Linked DNA regions of Rattus norvegicus: region 2 is linked to region 1. Evidence: chromatin contacts called from public Hi-C data. All regions are on one chromosome and are shown on one strand. The core of a region is the stretch at or near the end of the contact, and the rest is flanking DNA. Distances in the headings are between cores, read along the strand shown.

Region 1 (2,917 bases), core at 325-2,824:
AAACAGCTTCCTGAAACAAGGACATGTTTGCAAGACGGTCATAACAACTTTTTTGAAACAAAGACATAGTTGCTGTTTCCCAGAACAGGCAGTACAGAACCATTTGTAGTTAAAGTTGCAGGTTGAGCAGAGCCCAATCCGTAAGGAACAGAGGTTTACTCATAAACAGGAATGAACCTACTTTGTCTTATAAGATGCTTTTCCAGCCTAATATGGAAGCAGGATCGTTCATCAAGCTAGCCTGACATAGCCAGCAGTGAGCAACAAAAAGGTCCCTGACTCAAACAAGGTGGGGAGAAGGGGCTAACATAGGGGTTGTCTTTTATCCTCCACAATATCCCCCATAGTACAGGTGCCTGCACTCTCACACAGAAACACGCTCGCGTGCGCGCGCGCGCGCGCGCGCGCACACACACACACACACACACACACACACACACACACACACACACACACCATATACACAGAGGGGGGAAAGAATGCAGGGAGGAACCTGGAGTTTGTTGAGAAGGAAGAAAGCCGAGGAAGCTGACCTTGCTTTTTGTCTGAGTTACTGGACACCCTCAGAACACATGGAGTGGGTTGCTACCAGGGCCACCTGCAACCGTGGGAGAATGAGGTCAGGAACATGCAACAGACAGAGCTGCTTTTCCTCAAGCCTCTGTCCCCACACCACAGCCTTGGGTCAGAAGAACTGCCCAATGCCAGCAGTGCTACAGGGCACTGGCCCCGGACCAAGGCCTACATGCAGCCAACTCCAGCTCCAGTGACTGGCTCTGTGATCACACCTCTGCTTCCCATGGTTCTTGCAAGAGACAAACATATTAATACTTGTAATAGTTCATGGATACCACTTGGTACATAGTAAATGCTAAACAAATGTTAAATTTTACAATATAGGTAGGAGTGAGGCTCCTGGAACATAACAAACATTCAAAGAATTCCTTTTAGAGATAGCCCCAAATGCCTTCTCTCCCCTCCACTCATGGCAGCCAGCTCCTGCTGCCTCTGAAACACTAATAGCTGCATAAGAGGGTGAAGAAACCAGAGTTCCACTCTCCATTTGTAAACTGATTCCTTTCCCACTCAGGAACCCCTGCCTTTCACTGCAATGACGAAGTGCCTGTAAAGTGGACAGGACAGGGTTTGGTTTTCATTTTCTGTCCACTGTTACCAGGCCCGTGTGTAGAACCACCCCCAAGCTCATCAGGCAGCCTCGGGGTTCCCTCCACCCTCGCTTGCAGGAGCTTTGACTCAACCCTGTTTCTTTCTCTCAATTGATCACTCCAAACACCCACACTGGGTGCTTGTGAATCTCAACTCTACATGGAGGGGAAGCCCCAGCAATTCAAGCACCCAGTGAGCACATGCTTTTCCAACCCCTTTGGGGTGCCATCTCTCACTGAGCCCCCTGTAGAAGCTGTCCACTATGCCAGGTGACCAATAGAACTGGCAGAAATCCATTTCCAGTGTCCTCTCTCCCTGGGAGACATTTCAACTGGCAACACTGGGGGTGAGGGCTGGGTGCCTCCAGGGCTCACCGAGGCAGTGGCAGATCTAGGCTATAATTAAACCAGACTGTGAACATATTGTTCATGGAAACCTTAGCAGAATATGAGTCATATTGGCAAAGTGAATCACACGGCCTCAGAGTTTCCATTTATATTTGCTGAATTGGGGGACTTTATACTTCAGTTCAGGATTACTGTCCCCTATTTGTTCTTTTAGCATCAAGGATGGACATTGCTAAGGGGCACTTGAACAGCCAGAAAGAACCTTGAGACTGGGGCAGATACTTATCCTAGACACTTAACATTTCTTTAGCCCTAGGGATTCCTCCCCTGGGGTGGATGGCACCTTAGGCTTCCCAGAGACAGGAAATAAAATAGAGGGAAACCTGACCATTTTGACTGTTGTAATATATATAAAACATTTAAACATAAAACTGGGGAAAGAGAAGGAGATTGAGGTTCTGGACTCAGATAACTCAAATGAAGTCTCATAAATAGCTTTCGGGCAATTCAGAGACCAAGTACCAGGCAGTATAGTGACCACATGCAGCCTCCAACTTCTGCTTAAGCTTTCTGGGTCTCTATTTTGTCCTCTGTGAATCAAGGGCAATGACAATAGCCCTTTCCTCACAGGATGGCTAGAAAATGTTAGCGAGTGATGGGAAGGCTGAGAATGGTGCGTAGAGGACAAGCTGAGGGTCTGCTGTTTTCATCACTGACATCAATGTCACCAGCCCTTCAGTGGCATTACTGAACACCAAGGGAGCTTTGCAGAAAACCATGGTCAGGAGACTGGGCAGAGATGACATTCCCAAGGGAGGGAAGCTGCACCCTATCTGGTCAGTTTTGCTATGAGCGAGGAAACGTTGATTCCACCACGTAATTAACAGCAACCCTGAGCGAGGCTCCTTCATGCATTCCCATGGTTCTCTGCCACTTTGGGCCATGCCAGGCTATGGACTAAGAGTCCCTATAGCCGTGACAAAGCCATTCTCATCACTCAACATATTGGAGGCACTTCAAGTTCTAACACTGTCACTTCATTTGGATCTCTCCAGAGGTGGGGGCCATTCCAATGACAGATTCCCTGGGAGCTATTTCATCTACTCACACCCAACATGCAAGTGGCCTCAGAGAAACAGACCTCTGCTCCAATAAGGAATGGCTTTATCGTCCTATATTTCCTATGCGTTGGACAGTCTTTATGGACCAAGCTTCAAGTGATGAATTAACTTGTTCTCTTGTAATTTATTAATTGGAGATGAGCATAATACCCAGATGAAGTTTCCATTTGGTGTAGGATAAATGGTGTTCCCAAGCTGAAGGAGCTGGGATTCTTGCCAAGAACAAAGAATTGTGACATTTTCATTGGCCCAAGATAATCTTGTTCGGAGCTCCAAGAACAT
Region 2 (2,700 bases), core at 122-2,621, 520 kb before region 1:
CGTGTCCTGCTACAAGATGTGCGGGGACAAGGATGGAGCAGAGACTGAGGGAATGGCAGCCAATGACAGCCCCAACCTGAGACCCATCTCATGGCAAACACCACCCCCCGACACTTTTAATAATATTCTGTTATGCTTGCAGACAGGAGTCTAGCATAACTGTCCTCTGAGATGCTCTACCCAGCAGTTGACCAAAACAGGTACAGAGACCCACAGCAAAACATTAAACAGAGCTTGGGGAGTCTTGTGGAAGAGTTGGGGGAAGGATTGAGGAACCTGAAGGGGACAGGGACTCAACCGGAAGACCAACAGAGTCAACTAACCTGGACCCTTGGGGCTCTCAGAGACTGAACTGTCAACCAAAGAGCATACACAGGCTGGGCTTACCCTCCCCAACCCCTTGCCCACTTGTAGCAGATGCGCAGCTTTGTCTTCATGAAAAGGTCTCCCAACAACTAGAGCCTGGGCTTACCTTGACTCTGTTGCATTTCTGAGGGCCTGTTTTCCTAACTGGACTGCCTCATCTGGCCTCGGTAGTGCAGCATGTGCCTAGTCCTGCAGTGACTTGATGTGCCAGGGTGGGGTGATACCCAAGGGGACCTTCCCTTCCCAGAGGACAAAGGGAGAGTCTGCAAGAGGGGGGACTGGGAAGAGGAGAGGGGGGCTGTGATCAGGATGTAAAGTAAATAAATACATAGATTAATGGGAAAAATTAGTTACTAAATGCATTTTCGTGTGTGTGTGTGTGTGTGTGTGTGTGTGTGTGTGTGTGTGTGTTCGGAGGTATGCCTGATGTTCACTCAGAGGCCAGAAGAGTATGTTGGATGTCTTGTTTTATTGTTTTCCATTTTATGTCCCCCAGACAGTGAACCTGGGACCGAGTTGGTAGCCAGCAAGTCCCAATGGTCCTCCTGTCTCTGCCTTCCATCCATCCCCACCCCCATAGCTGGGGATACAGGCATGTACATAGTCACAGCTAGATTTTTTACTTGGGTGCTGAGGATTTGAACTGATGCTTACACTATCACATAGTCAACTTACAGTGTGTATCCTAATAGAAGGAGGAAACATCTGTTCTGTAGTGACATAATAATCCCATACAGATCTTTTCTTTTCTTTTTTTTTTCTTTTCTTTTTTTTTTCTTTTTTTCGGAGCTGGGGACCGAACCCAGGACCTTGCACTCGCTAGGCAAGCGCTCTACCGCTGAGCTAAATCCCCAACCCCAATCCCATACAGATCAATTCCACTGTAGGAGCACTCTAAACTGAATCTCGGGGAAAGCGACACGGATTTGTGAGCAGCTGGCTAGCTAGGTGGAACTCTACCCAGGATAATAGGGGAAAATCGTTGGTGTGCAATTGCAGATAGACTCCACTAGGGGGTATTGTAACTAAGACTGGAACAGGAATGTACAATTACATGAAATTTGTGTTGGGCCTGTTTCATCCTCAAAGGACCTACTGTGCTATGACCGATTTCTCAGGATGTGTTTCAATGAGTGAGAGATGACTGGTTTTTTGGTTTTGGTTTTGGTTTTGTTTTTTGTTTTTTTTTTTTTTCGGAGCTGGGGACCGAACCCAGGGCCTTGCGCTTGCTAGGCAAGCGCTCTACCACTGAGCTAAATCCGCAACCCCTAGATGACTGTTTTATAAGGCTGCAGTGTAGCATAGGAATATGGGGAAACCCAGAACTACGAAAGCATTAACAAGCCATCAAATGGACTTCCAACGGAAGAAATAAGGAAGGTGGCGAGGGACCTATACGATCCCTCTTCCACCAGGTGGCAGCCCAACATAAACCATAGCTAAAATTAGTCATTAACACCCCCCCCCCCCCCATGAAAACACTTACCAATGTGTATGGAACGTTCTTAAAATATGTAAAGACAACATTAACAATCTCCATTCACGTGTTAGTGATAGATACATGGTTCCTTTGCTTAATAAAATGGAAACTAAAATTTCATGCTCAGTGTTTGACTATTTCTTTCTTGATTATAGTGCTCTTTCCTTGCATGTTAGTGACTCGCTTCTACAGTCTGGCCACCACTAGCAAATCCTCTTGGGAAAAAAAAATGTTTTTTCTGTCTTTCTAGCCTCTACTACAGAAGCTCATGTATAGCATGCCATCAGTAAATATTTATTAAAGAGATGACTGAAGATAAAACTAGTATGAGAATGAGGTATGAACTAGAAAAATGCAAATGAAAAACAGGTGATTTCTAAACTCTTTTCCCAAGGCTTCTTTTGAAAACATACATTTATTTATTGTGCCTATTGCATGTGCGTGCATGCATATGGGTGTATGCATGCCATGCATACCTGTGGGATTTGGGTCTGTCTTTCCACGTTGTGGGTCCAGGGAAAGACAAACCGCTTTCCGTGCTGAGCCATCTCCCTGGACCTCCCTCAAGGCTTCCTTAGCCTCCAGTTGGACCGGTAGAATGAAGAGGAAAGCATGACTGAGATTCAAATGGCAATGTTACTAATCTAATGCCTTGGAAATGAGATGAAAGAAAGGTTGATAAAAGACAAGAAGGAGCTGGAGGGATGGTTCCACAATTAAGGACACCAACTCCCCTTCCAGGAGTGTTCAATTCCCAGCAACCACATGGCTGATCACAGCTGTCAGTAACTCCAGTTTTAGGGGATCACACACCCTCTTCTGGCCTCCAAAGGTACTGAACCCATGTGCTTCGC

The links. A called contact is a pair of places that touch in the nucleus more often than the background predicts.
Region 2: a Hi-C map of the A7r5 cell line shows a contact between it and region 1, with 5 times the contacts expected there. The contact joins two enhancer-like sites. A contact is called at or near these places in 2 of 12 Hi-C or Micro-C datasets (the A7r5 cell line and hepatocytes).

The regions. Positions count from the first base shown.
Region 1 is chrX:37,973,933-37,976,849 of GRCr8, reverse strand. No RefSeq gene overlaps it. Among named protein-coding and RNA genes, the nearest start is that of Phka2, 130 kb to the left of the region's middle. Within about 2 kb of position 1,574, at least 11 of the 93 cell types and tissues checked have an H3K27ac peak or open chromatin away from gene starts, as enhancers often do. A contact at or near this core is called in the A7r5 cell line, where this site is marked.
Region 2 is chrX:38,495,187-38,497,886 of GRCr8, reverse strand. No RefSeq gene overlaps it. Among named protein-coding and RNA genes, the nearest start is that of Pdha1, 13 kb to the left of the region's middle. Within about 2 kb of position 1,371, at least 1 of the 93 cell types and tissues checked has an H3K27ac peak or open chromatin away from gene starts, as enhancers often do. A contact at or near this core is called in the A7r5 cell line, where this site is marked.